2 separate regions of the Mus musculus genome follow, and region 1 is linked to region 2. Evidence: chromatin contacts called from public HiChIP or PLAC-seq data. All regions are on one chromosome and are shown on one strand. The core of a region is the stretch at or near the end of the contact, and the rest is flanking DNA. Distances in the headings are between cores, read along the strand shown.

Region 1 (6,792 bases), core at 678-3,177, 220 kb before region 2:
GAAGAATTGACATGCATTAAGTTCTATAACAGAGATTGGTAAAGTATGTACATAGGACAAATTTGGCCCACAGCCTTTTTTTTTTTTTTAAACAAATAAAGATTTCTCAGAAAACAACCAATAACCATTAAAGCTAAAATCCAAATCAAGTTGTAATCCTTCTTCTGGAGAGCAAAAGTAAGTAACCTCATATTTGGATTCAGTGTGATATTAGTAAGATTGTTACCGGGAGTCCACTAGAGATGACCACTCAGAGACAGTTTATAACCAGCTGAAAGTCTTTATTCCATCTAGCTGGGACTAGCTGAAGCAATCGGGACCCAAGTGTTTAGGTTTAGGGGCTGTAGAGGTAAAAATACATCATGGTATCTTGCTGACAGCTACACAGAAGTTTTATGCCAACAAGCAGTTTAACAGAAGCTAAGCTAAGTAGTTAGCTGGAGGGAGAGGCTTGCACAAGCAGGCAGTTTAACAGAAGGTAAGCTAGCTTGGGCATCTTGACCTTAGGTTCCTAGAACAGAGTTGAGATTCTATTTACAGGGGATTCTATCTTCTATCAAGAAGATTCTAGTTAAACCTGAAATGGCTTGAGCAAGAATACAAGATGGAGAAAGCTCTGTACTGTCTTGGGATGGCACAAGATGACACAGATGTCACAAGATGATAGGCTCAAATAAAACCTCTTCAATAGCTTTATTTTTAGTAAAGCTTGAATTCCAATAGAACTATAGTGATTTGATGAAATCTGAAGGCCAAACTGCCAAATTATAGGCCTTGCCATGTTAGGAGAAACAAAAATATAGTAAGTCATTTTAAACTATAGTCCATCTCATCTAGAGACAAGGTTTTCTGAAATTATGGATATATACTGCAAATGAACAGCCATACTCCATAAAAGTTCCATTTATTTCAGGTGCTCTTTCTTAAAATGTCATGAGGTCCTAAGCACACCTTGTCACCAGTGTCCTTCTAATCTAGAATGCAGAGTGCTAAACTACAGCAGTTTCAGTCTTTATTGCTTATTTCACATACTAAGAATACCCTACCCCAACCATTCCCCCCATAAAAAGGGTTCCCAGGATAATTTAGGTTAAGACCACTAATAAAATTCTACTGAATTAGAATAGCAGAGGGAACTAGAGGCTGGCATTTGATATGCACCACAGGTATTCACCAATAGAAAACCAGACGCCCCATTCACCAAAGGCAAGGGGAGATGAAGGAAGTGGCTCTCTCTGGCAGGCAGAAACCTATTTCACAGGTTGTTGTTGTCAGGGTGTCAAGTTTGAGCTGAGTCCATACTGTCATTTTGGGGGCATTTTTGCCTTTTAGGGACCTTTGGACCTAATACCTTTTTGCATCAGCAACACTGAGACTTGACCCCCAAGTCTCCTGCTTTTCACAGTTGGTTTAAATAAGCAATGAATGAATGCTGAGCATCTCTGTGGCTCTTTCTAAAGTCATATCTGCATCAAAATGAATTTTGGGAAGCGTGAATTACCTGGAGAGTAACTGATAGCTTAGTGGAACATAAGACTGTAGACTTTATTCATTACAAAATGGGTGGCTGAAGGAGAAAAGGAGAGGAAGGAATGTTTAAGGTAACAATGATGGCATGGTTTTTTTTAATGTATGGATTGATTTATAGCATCAATCTTCCAACAATTGGACATCACTATTAATTGATGTTTAGTGTTGTGCCAATAAAGTTAATTATATTAGAAGCCTCAATACCCTAAGAACATGTGTCACTTTCTTATCCAAAGCTAAAATATGCCTAAGAAAAAGTTTAATACCGTTTTGTGACACTTATTCAAACTGGCATAAAACCTTAGTCACATAGAAATAGCCTATTAGTCAGAGTATGGGGTTGACAAAAACATCCTGTCACCAGCCTCCTTGCTTACTTTCCATATCCTGTTTCAATAATCAGCCACTGAGAAAAGAGGCCCAGTTCCGGTGTAAGCTATCAGCCTACCTTGCAAAGGGGCAGTGCTCTTTGGGTGAAGAGCTGCTAGGAGAAGTGAATAAAGAACTTTCGAATCCTACTCGGTGGTTGTCAGAGTCACTTGGTTGGTGTGTTAAAGATCTACAAGGCCTCAAGTGAGAAACCAGAGGAGAGCAGAGCAGTTTCAAACAGCAGCACCACCAGGTCCTTGACAGCTTTGTCGTTTTTGTCTGCCTCAGCCACCTGGCTCTCTGCTCATGTCTACAAGAATCTTCTATCCTGTCCTGTGCCTTAAGGCAGGAAGATCCCCTCACACAGAATAGCAGGGTTGGGTGTTATGTATTGTGGGTTTTTTGTTTGTTTTATTTTGTTCTAAAATTAAAAGTATGCAAAATAAAGAAGATGCAGTTTAAAAAAAAAAAAAAAAAGATCTCCAAGGCCCACCACTGCCACTGGTATGTCTAACTCAGTAGACCTGGAGTAAGGCCTGAGGACCTACATCTCTGATATTTTTCCAGGGGTTACAGCTGCTGCAAATGAGAGGCCCTCACCATGAGAACTGTTATATAAAAGCTGCAAGGGCAGTATGTTCTAATGACTTTTCCCAACACTCTTGTGTCTGCCTCTAATAAGGTTCCTTTGAGGCTGACTTCAGGTAGCTAACATACCAGAATTTGCTCTTTGAGATTATCATGTGACATTTGGAGCCCAAAAACACCCTGTGAATCATAAATGTTGGTCCCATTCAAGGACCAATTATTGTATGTATAAATAACTTCTAAAGGTCATTATCATGACTGCAGTGCACCAACCTTAAGCAACTTCTTGTTCTTCTTCTGTGGGAGAAAGAAGTGTCTATGGTGATAATTATGTGTGTGACTTTTAGACACACACACCTGAGCTTTCTTATATATAACTGTGCTCGCAAATAAGTGTGTCAGTTGCCTGTGCCGCTCGATACTGTTCTGAATGCTAAGCTCCTGGTGCAAAGGCTGGCTTCTCAGCATTTAATGCTTTGCTCTGATAGTGTATATGTAAAATTACCGTGTGTATAAGGGTCTCCCGGGATTCCCAGGCTGTCACCCATGTTTTCTGATGCACAGAGCAAGGTCCTTTGTCAACATCCAACGTCAGCAATACAAAAGAAAAGAAATCTAATTCTTTCTGAAATAATACTGAATTCTAGTTTCATTTCGTTCTGGGTGCCCCTATCCAGTGAAGTGACCTCAGTCATACAAAACAGAGAAAAGGGAGTTAACTCACTAGTCCCAGGAAATATGCTTTCTTAAAAAGCAAAGTGAGTGACAGACAGAAAGTCACTTAAGTCACCTGAAGTTATTGATCATTTCTGTTGTAAAGGCATAGGATCAATCCAGGAGCGATTTTTTTTCCTCAGTGTATTTTGAACAAGATGCTAAGTATTAGAGCCTCTAGCCCAGCTGCAGGGATGTTAGATGGGATGTTTTCCTTTCCCTTTGTCTTAGTCAGGGTTTCTATTCCTACACAAACATCATGACCAAGAAGCAAGTTGGGGAGGAAAGGGTTTATTCAGCTTACACTTCCATACTGCTGTTCATCACCAAGGAAGTCAGGACTGGAACTCAAGCAGGTCAGGAAGCAGGAGCTGATGCAGAGGCCATGGAGGGATGTTACTTACTGGCTTGTTTCCCCTGGCTTGCTTAGCCTGCTCTCTTATAGAACCAAGACTACCAGCCCAGGGATGGTCCCACCCATCCACAAGGGGCCCTTCCCCCTTGATCATTAATTGAGAAAATGCCCCACAGCTGGATCTCATGGAGGCATTTCCCCAACTGAAGCTCCTTTCTCTGTGCTAACTCCAGCCTGTGTCAAGTTGACACAAAACTAGCCAGTATACCCTTCTATGGACGTACAGAAATGATCAGGATGATTGATTGAAATAGAATTTGGCATTTGAACATTGAGCTATTTTGCTCTGGATGCTATTGCTTCTTGCAATGGACACACCGAGGTCCAAATAGTCAGGCCAAGAGGGACTAGCAAAGGACCTGTTTGTCACAAAGTAGTCTCATGCACTGTCCCTCACCAGTGTCTCCATTGTGCTGCTTTAGCTATGTTTTTTAACTTCAATGTGGCATTTAGGGACATGCCCCTGGAAACTACAGCCTACATGCACAACTCAAGTCCCAAGGCTGCTCTCCTCCACGCTCATTCCTTTAAGGCTCTGCAGTGGAAATTTACATGTAGAGACCAAAAGAGTGGTACACTACATCACTCTGCTTTTGACTCAGTGTGCCTTTCTTCTTCTTGTACTCTCTCGGTCAGTTCTGGGGATGCCAGACAAGGTGGAGGACATGTGTCCTGACATCCCTCAGCTGGAAGGCCTGATGAAGGAAATCAATGACTTGGCCGAGTCAGGTGCCCGGTACACTGAGATGCCCCATGTCATTGAAGTGATCTTGCCCATGCTCTGCAACTACCTGTCCTACTGGTGGGAGCGGGGACCTGAGAACCTGCCCCCCAGCACAGGACCCTGCTGCACCAAGGTCACATCTGAACACCTCAGCCTCATCCTGGGCAACATCCTGAAAATCATCAACAACAACCTGGGCATTGATGAGGCCTCCTGGATGAAGCGCATCGCAGGTACCAATCAATACTCTTTCTCTCGCGGTCTTTGGCTCTACAGTTAAGGCAGTCAGAATCTCTTCTTAACTCGTTTACTAATTCTGTGATGATTTTGAGCAAGTTCTGCTCTGTGTTTTAATCTTCTACCTCCCATTTGCTTAGCAGTCAACTTGAGTCTGGGGATGAAGACCAAATTGTAGGGGAGCTGGAGAGATGGCTCAGCAGTTAAGAGCACTGACTGCTCTTCCAGAAGTCCTGAGTTCAATTCCCAGCAACCACATGGTGGCTCACAACCATCTGTAATGAGATCTGGTGCCCTTCTGGCATGTCTGAAGACAGCTACAGTATACTCATATACATAAAATAAATAAATCTTAAAAAAAATATAAGACCAAATTGTAGAGTATTTGCCTAGCATGTTTGAGTCCCTGGGTTCAATCCCCAGCCCTGCATAGACCAGGCATGTTAGCATACCCCTGTAACATGGGCTCTTGGGAGGCAGAGGTAGGAATTCAAGGCCAGCCTGAGACATGTCTCAAACAAAAACAGCATAGTAAACTGAATGTCATGCTTTCCTCAAACCCTTACCCCCCCTCCCCTGCTAATCTAGACCCCTCAGATCTCCAAGAAGCCCTATAGATCAGCTGCCCTCCTCTGGGATGATCATTACCTTATTTGTTTTTTGGTGCTTAAGAAACCCATTGGCAGCCGGGCAGTGGTGGTGCACGACTTTATTTACAGCACTACAGCAGAGGCAGGCGAATTTCTGAGTTCAAGGCCAGCCTGGTCTACAGAGTGAGTTCTAGGAGAGCCAGGACTACACAGAGAAACCCTGTCTTGAAAAACAAAAAAAAAAAAAAAAAAAAAAACAAAAAAAAAAAAAAGAAGAAGAAAGAAAGAAATCCATTGGCTCTTTTGTTACTAATTATTGGTAAATAACCCTTTGCATTTTGCACTGTTATATAAAACTCAAATTCCTCAATGTCATTCAGCATTTGAATTTCTAAGACTGGCTTGAATGTAGCTAACAATAGCAGCACTTTGTTTTGTTGCTTTTTTTTTTTTTAATTTTCTCTCTTTCTTTTTATCCTCTTTAACTCCTGACGTGCAATAGGCTCTAAATAAATGCTATTAGCCAATTTTCTGTTCTCGAAGCCACCAAAAGAGGGAAACTTTTGGAAAATGAATATATGTCCCACAGTCAAGAAACCATGAATACATGAATATTTAGTACCCTGCCTGTCACACTAGAGTTTGGGAGATCCACACCGTGGAAAATCATTGTTTTTGATGGAACTTCAGTTTAGTTAGGTCAGGGAGTCCACTTGTCACAGCTTCCTGCATCTGACCTCCTGGACCATGAAATGCCAATGCTGGGCTACAGAGAGCACAACACTGAATGGTGATCTTTCCTGGCAAATGCATAGACACATTTGTAGAAGAACAGGTAGGAAGTATTCCTACATCCTCTTGGTCTCAGAAATGAACTGAGATTAGAATTGTAACTACTTTGACTGCTGGATAATGCAGACCCTGTGGACAGATAATAAACAGGGTACACAGTCCCTGATTGCCAATTATCCTTAAAAGGCTGTTCATCCTAAGGCAATATAATGGATTCTTAGTTCGAGTTAAGGGAAGGCCAAGGATCAGGAGATCTGCTCCCTTCCTCCCAGGCTCGGAGAGTTTCCTGTCACTGAAGAGAACACTGAATGGAAACAGAATTGTAGCTGTCCTTCCTGCAGCAAATCCAGAGCTCATTCAGTGAGGCCACTTAACTCCTGGTGACTAATGCAAGTCAGTTTTAAGGACCTAATTTCAGCTCAATTCAGTAAAGCAGTGGGCCTGGGCCTTGGAGATCGCTGAGAAGTCAGGACTCCATGGTTAATGCATGTCATCAAAAAAGCTACTTTTGCCTTCTCCAGTTGAAGCGCTCTCCCTTCCTCCTTTAATTGACTTTCCTCCCTAAGCTAAAGAAATGTGGAAATAGACATTCAAATGTCCATTGTCAATGTTTCAGGCTGCATTCATTTCATTTCACTTTTTCTTGCAATTACTCTGACTCTTATACTCACACTATTCAACTCAGCTGACCTAATTCATAATAGTATAATCGGAATCTTATCAATGGGATATAAAAATAGGATAAGACATGTAGGTTTCCATTTGTTCTTTGTATAAAAGGCCAGCATGGCAGCCCTGATAACTTCTTGTTCAGCTTCTCTGTTCCTAGTAAT
Region 2 (6,174 bases), core at 355-2,854:
CTCAGAAATCAGCCTGCCTCTGCCTCCCAAGTGCTGGGATCAAAGATGTGCGCCACCACTGCCCCGCAGAAAAAACATTTGCATTCTTGTGTTTATTTTTATTTACATGAATGTAGGGGGGGTGCATATACCGAGAGTGTGGGTGCCTTACAGAGGATTAAGAGCAGTTTGCTACTGTTCTGGAAAACATAACTGCCTTTAACGTGGGCTCAAAGGATCTGATGCCTTCTGGCCTCTGCTGGCACTACACTTATGTACACACACACACACACAGAGAGAGAGAGAGAGAGAGAGAGAGAGAGAGAGAGAGAGAGAGAGAGAGAGAGAAAGAGAGGAAGAGAGGAAGAGGAGAGAGAGACGGGTCCACGGGCGCAGAAAAACTAATATACTTCTTTAACAAAAACAAAAAATAGATATAAACAAATTCTTGTATTTTGCGAAATTAACAATTGCATTAAGGATAATAACACACTGCAGTAAAGGTGACTGTCCTGATAATTTGCTTATCACACTCAGTAAGCTCATGGTTCATACCACACATCTTTAGAAGGAATGGTTTCAGGGCTTCTTAGTTCCCAAGTAAGTTACTTTGGAGGAGTACATATCTAGAAGTTGTTTCCATTTGCAGTCTAATCATCCAGAGGGAAAGCAAAGGACGTAGACTGTGTGGAATCCTGCAGCTGGACAGTGGTCCCTACACAGCTGGAACGCTGTTGACTGCTTTCAGAGCACTGCACTAATCCTGATTTAGAGCACCAATGTGCCCAACATATAAGATATGAGTACAGAAAGGCCTTGGGAAGGTCGGTCAGTTTCTCCTCATTTAATCTTTAGGTACCCAGAATAGTCTCGGCGAGACTAAATACGAATCTGAAGAGTGGGAAAGATCTTAGAGGTCACCAATCCAAACCAAAATGAAGACATAATCTTCCCCCCATGTCCTTCCATCCAGGTATGGGTGACCACAGACACTGTTACCTAGGCAATGTGGGATGGGATAAAGGAAACGGAGGGCAGAGTAAACACTTCTGTGTAAATCTGTATTCTGGTAGACTTCGCTCCGCAGGAAGTCACTTCTGGGATAGCACGCCAGGCTGTAGCCCGGACACCAGGCGCCGCCGTTAGTCTCCATCAGACCATGGGACTCTGGCACCAGCAAAACGCGGAGGCCGGTCGCTTAGTCCTTCGGCCACAAGCAGCCAGGGGCTGAGCGTGCACGGTACACGTGCATGTCCCCTCTCCCTCCCCCCCCCCCCCGCGCGCCCTCCCGGCTCCATCCCGCGCAGGCGCTGTGCCTCGCGCTCCCCACACGCCGGCTAGCGGCCGCAGCAACCCGCGCTCCTTACCCGAGTGCTGGCTCCGCCGCCCCGGCCTCCAGGCTCCCAGCGGCCGCCTCGCAGGCCGCCACCTCCTCGGCCTCGGCGGAAGCCCCGGCCTCGGCCCCGCCGGCCGCCTCCGTCCCCGCAGCCTCCTCTCGCCAGCGCCGTCGCTGCCCCGACCGGCTCTCGGTCCCCTCCGGGCCGCTCCCGGCCTCCCCGCCGCCCGCGGCCGCCCCTAGCCCCGCGCTCAGCCTGCATGAGGCCGCCGGCGAGCAGAACGCGCGAGCCGCCGCGGAGAGCGCAGGCCCCACCGGAAGCAGCCGAGCGCCGGCCGTGGTGATCGGGGCGCGGGGCCCGGCCGGGGCGGGGACCACGAAGTGATCTGTAATAAAAGGACGCCATAAAGTCACTTTGTGTGATAGTTCTTAATTCATATGAGTGTTTGCATGACACAAAACCTAAGGTGTCCGATGAGTTTTTTAGTTAACCTGATTTAAAGAAGATAAGTCATTTTAAAGTCAGGATTTAGGAAGGGTTGAGGGTGAGTCCCAAGTCACAGGTCTGGACAGCGGCTCAAGTGGGTGGAGGGTCCGGTAGGGAAGGGGAAAGATGCTTGAAAATCTTGAAGAGAACTTGTAAACGTCGTTGCTGTAACTCACATTGAGCGCTTGATTCTCATAGGTACTTGCCCTTATTTTGCAATGAGGCAACAGTCCTAGAGAGCTTAACTCCCCTAGCAGGACTTGGTTAGACAGGGTCCAAAGACAAGGGTAGCGGGAAAGTTAGTTATAGAAAGACAAGAGAGAGCTGGGAACGTAGCTCAGTTGGAGAATGCTAAAATCGTCTTTGGCGTGAGAAAGAAAGAAAGAAAGAGAGAGAGAGAGAGAGAGAGAGAGAGAGAGAGAGAGAGAGAGAGAGAAAGAAACAACAGAAGCCGAGGTTAACAGAAGCCGAGGTTAATTTTGTCTTAAGGAAGCTACCTGAAAACAATGAAAGCAAGCCCAGCCATGGTGGTGCAGGCCTTTTAATCCCAGCACTGGAGAGCCAGGGGTAGGCCCATCTCAGAGTTCACAGCCAGTCTGCTTTACAGAGTGCAGGTCAGAGTTACAGGACTGCAAGGGCTACACAGTGACCCTGTCTCAAAAAAATAAAAATAAAGTAAAAGTAAAAGTAATTAATTAATAATAATAAAAGCAAAGGGATGGAATCAGCCTACCAAAAGAAATGTCACTTTCATCGCGTCTTAGGCCCCTTCCTTATAGCCATATATCACTTCTAATTGTGTACAGAATTATATACCAGTAGCACTATGTTCCGAATTGAAAAGACAGATTGGCCCCACCCTAAAGTCCTCAATTCACGTGGAAGATAATTATATAAACAAATGATTCTGCTCCAGTGAGCTGAATGCTGTGAGCAACTCAAGATCAAAGCTGGAAGTTGGCTTTTCTTAAGTAAACCCCCAAGGTACAGCCTGATGACTGAACTGGAGTTGACCCAGCTAACAGGTGGCAGGGAGTGGGGGAACCTATGTGATGAGAGAACCCCTGGAGGTTTGTCAGCTTAAGATAAAATGTCTTTTAAAATGGTTATCCCAGCTGGGCAGTGGTGGCCCACGCCTTTAATCCCAGCACTTGGCAGGGCAGAGGCAGGTAGATTTCTGAGTTCGAGGCCAGCCTGGTCTACAAAGTGAGTTCCAGTACAGCCAGGGAACCCCTGTCTCAAGGAAAAAAAAAAAAAAAAGAGTACTTGGTACCCACAGATACCTGAAGACAGCTTTGGATTCCCTAGGACTGGAGTCATGGATAGTCTTAGCTACCATGTGGATGCTGATAACCAAACCTTGGTCTTCTACAAAAGCAACAACTGCTCTTAATTGATAGGTTATTTCCCCACTGGTGAAAATTCAAGTCAGGGAAGTCACCACGGGGCGAGGGGGACGGGCTCATGGAAAGGAAAAAACAAATGTTTGGATTATATAGGGAAAAACCTCTGGGGGGGGGGGGGGGGCGCCCAGCCCCTGGGCTGGAAAGTTCAAGGCTAAGGGTAGGATATGCCAGGTAGGGACTGGGGGATGCTGGGAGAACTTCGAGGCAAGGTCTGGTTTGAAACTAAAATATGCACCTCAGTTCCTTGTCCCAGGGTCCCAGCCTTTTGTTGATAATGAATGGGTAAGGGGCAGAATAATCATCCATGACTGCTTCCTGCTGACACTGGGGTACTGTTATGGGGTGTGGGCAAAAAGCTGGGATGTTGGCCAAGTCCGGGAAGAGCTGGTCACTGCTGTCCAGGTTGTGGGACCATCTGGGGATAAGAGTGTGTAGGTCCAGTTGAAGCAGTCTCTGAGGCTGAGCCAGAGCACCGGTGGGTAACTGCTTTGTCGCTTTCCTGGATGCAGATTCTGAGAGAACACCTGGATGTTATGAGCAAAAGATAAAGTTAAGGAGTTTAGGGAGAAAAACTTTTCTTTAGTCGTACATTTAAATCTTAGACCAATCGTCTTGGGAGTTAGAGAAGGGGTCATGGGTCCCAGGACCAGGGATAGGGAAATGGATCCCACCCTAGGGAATACGCAGGCCGGGAAGGAAACAAGCTGTTCATTGACAGTATTTGTCTTGAGTCTATTTGACTGTGGGAAGTAGATTCGAATGGATTCCCTGAAGCTCACACGAAAGAAAGCACAAATATTAAATAACTTTTCTGGCCATACAGCTAGTAACTAATGGAATGAATCAAACCCAGGGTCGCTCAGCTTCAAAGTCTCCAAGGCTCTTGAGAAACCAATCTGTAAAAGAGATTTACGTTCTAGTCAGAGACATGAAATCAATAGAAAAGTTCAGGCCACGATGTTCAGGGTGTGAGAGGAAATGAGAGCCAAGAAGACAGCTAGGAAATGGGAAATTTAGGATTTTACAATCAAATGTAAATGAGGAAGTTAGGCTCTGAGAGGCAGTGGCCATGCCCACATATGTTGTTTTAGGTGGGCAGGCCACTAATGCCATTAGTAAGAAGAGAGTTGAGGGTTCCAAGTCACAATATTTGGACACAGATATATATAAAACTTTAATTGTAGTCACCCTCACTCCCCTGTCCTGTTCTGCAGTAGTAAATAACTTTTTGGTTTTTCGAGACAGGGTTTCTCTGTGTAGCCCTGGCTGTCCTGGAATTCACTCTGTAGACCAGGCTGGCCTCGAACTCAGAGATCCGTTTGCCTCTGCCTCCCAAGTGCTGGGATTAAAGGCATGTGCCACCATGCCCAGCTTGTAAATAACATTTTTAACTTTGCATTCTGTAATTTTGCTATCTCATTGCCAAACAGTTAACATTTTGTCAGCAGACAACTTTTTTTCTGACATAGCCTTATTTTCTTTTTTTTAAAAATCATTTCTACATTTTTCTTTTCCTGATGCACACTATATTTTTATCCTTTATTTGGTGAGATAGATAGATGATAGAGATAGAGTCTTTGTATCTCCCTGTGATATTCAGAATGCCAATGGAACTTAGGATTAATGTGTCCTTCCTTATTTTGAGCTCTCAAAGTCAGTAGTCCCATCTCAGCATAAACACCAAGCACAGACCATAAGACCATAAGAATAGTAGGGAGAATCACACTATTTTCTCTACGCACAAAAAAAGGAGCCACCAGGACTTAAACAGATAGGAAGGGCATTTTTAAGAACACGCCCCCAATAGTCTACCCCCATTCTCTGGGTGACCAGGATCAAAACGGTTTGGTACATTATCTTCTTCGAAATTCTGTGTTCGGTGACAAGGTTGGTAGCTTAAAATTTGGCACTGTGCAGATTTTTACAGGATTGAGATGGAAAGTTTTACAGGATTGAAACATCCAACGAACAACCCAACCCGCCTCTCAGGGCTCTAGTATTTGTATACCCTCCGAAAAGTCCCCAGAATCCAAAAGGTCACACAATCACAGAAACTATCTACAGTCATCAAAAAAAATCACACCTTGCCAGAGCACGAGGCAAACCATAGTCAGCTGGTGTGGACAGTCAAAAGCAGCCCGTATTCCACATCTGGATAAAAACAAAAACATGTTCTTATAATATTTCTGGTTTTTTTTTTCTTCAAAGAAACCAAAACTCCAAAATTGTCACTACAGATTCCTAACAAAAGCCATTATTAGAGGAAATATAATAATCACATTTTACATAAACCAATGCTTCAGTAAGAAATAAAGAATTCGCCGGACATGGTTGCCCACACCTTTAATTCCAGCACTTGGGAGGCAGAGGCAGGCAGATCTCTGAGTTCGAGGCCAGCCTGGTGTACAGAGTGAGTTCCAGGACAGCCAAGGCTACACAGAGAAACCCTGTCTTGAAAAAAACAAAAAAAAAAAACAAAAAACAAAAAACAAAAAACAAAAAACAAAAAAACAAAAACAAAAAAAACCCAGATATCTAAGAGATAATAACAAAATAAAATAGAACAAAGACTAACACATTGTAATAGGACAAAACAAACAAACAGAAGAAAAAGACCAAGAAAGGGCACAAGAAACAGATGCAGAGACCCACTCATTTGTATACTCAGGAATACCATAAAAAACTGGAATCCATAATATACATATATTATAATATATGTGTAATTAGTATATATTACAGAGAGAGAGAGAACCTGTAGGTTATAAAAGAGAAAAATTTAAAAATAAACTTAATTTAAAATAAAAAAAGTTTAAAAATAAATAACAAATTTAAGAGATAAAAAAAAAAAAACAGTCCTGACATGACACTATGCTACTTCGGTAGTTACCATTGAGTTCACTTTCAGCTGGGCACCTACGGGAGAAGGGGGGTTGGGGGGTGTCATGCAGGGATGGGATGCAGTCTAT

What was found. HiChIP or PLAC-seq counts read pairs in DNA pulled down with a chosen protein or histone mark.
Region 1: a contact with region 2 is called in an H3K27ac HiChIP or PLAC-seq map of regulatory T cells, with 2.7 times the contacts expected there. The contact joins the enhancer-like site here to the promoter of Aven in region 2. A contact is called at or near these places in 3 of 39 promoter capture datasets (the 3T3-L1 cell line, the HPC-7 cell line and hippocampal neurons), 1 of 484 Hi-C or Micro-C datasets (regulatory T cells) and 4 of 115 datasets of contacts at active chromatin or transcription factors (effector CD8 T cells, embryonic stem cells, regulatory T cells and 1 more).

What each region holds. Positions count from the first base shown.
Region 1 is chr2:112,710,001-112,716,792 of GRCm38.p6, reverse strand. It overlaps Ryr3 (ryanodine receptor 3), which reads left to right. Exons shown (of 104, transcript NM_001319156.1): 66 at 4,253-4,573. Among named protein-coding and RNA genes, the nearest start is that of Gm22676, 210 kb to the right of the region's middle. Within about 2 kb of position 1,927, at least 32 of the 459 cell types and tissues checked have an H3K27ac peak or open chromatin away from gene starts, as enhancers often do. A contact at or near this core is called in the HPC-7 cell line, effector CD8 T cells, regulatory T cells and 1 more, where this site is marked.
Region 2 is chr2:112,488,394-112,494,567 of GRCm38.p6, reverse strand. It overlaps Aven (apoptosis, caspase activation inhibitor), which reads right to left and starts at 1,604. Exons shown (of 6, transcript NM_028844.3): 1 at 1,347-1,604. The coding sequence starts at 1,577. It also overlaps a transcript of Chrm5 not described here.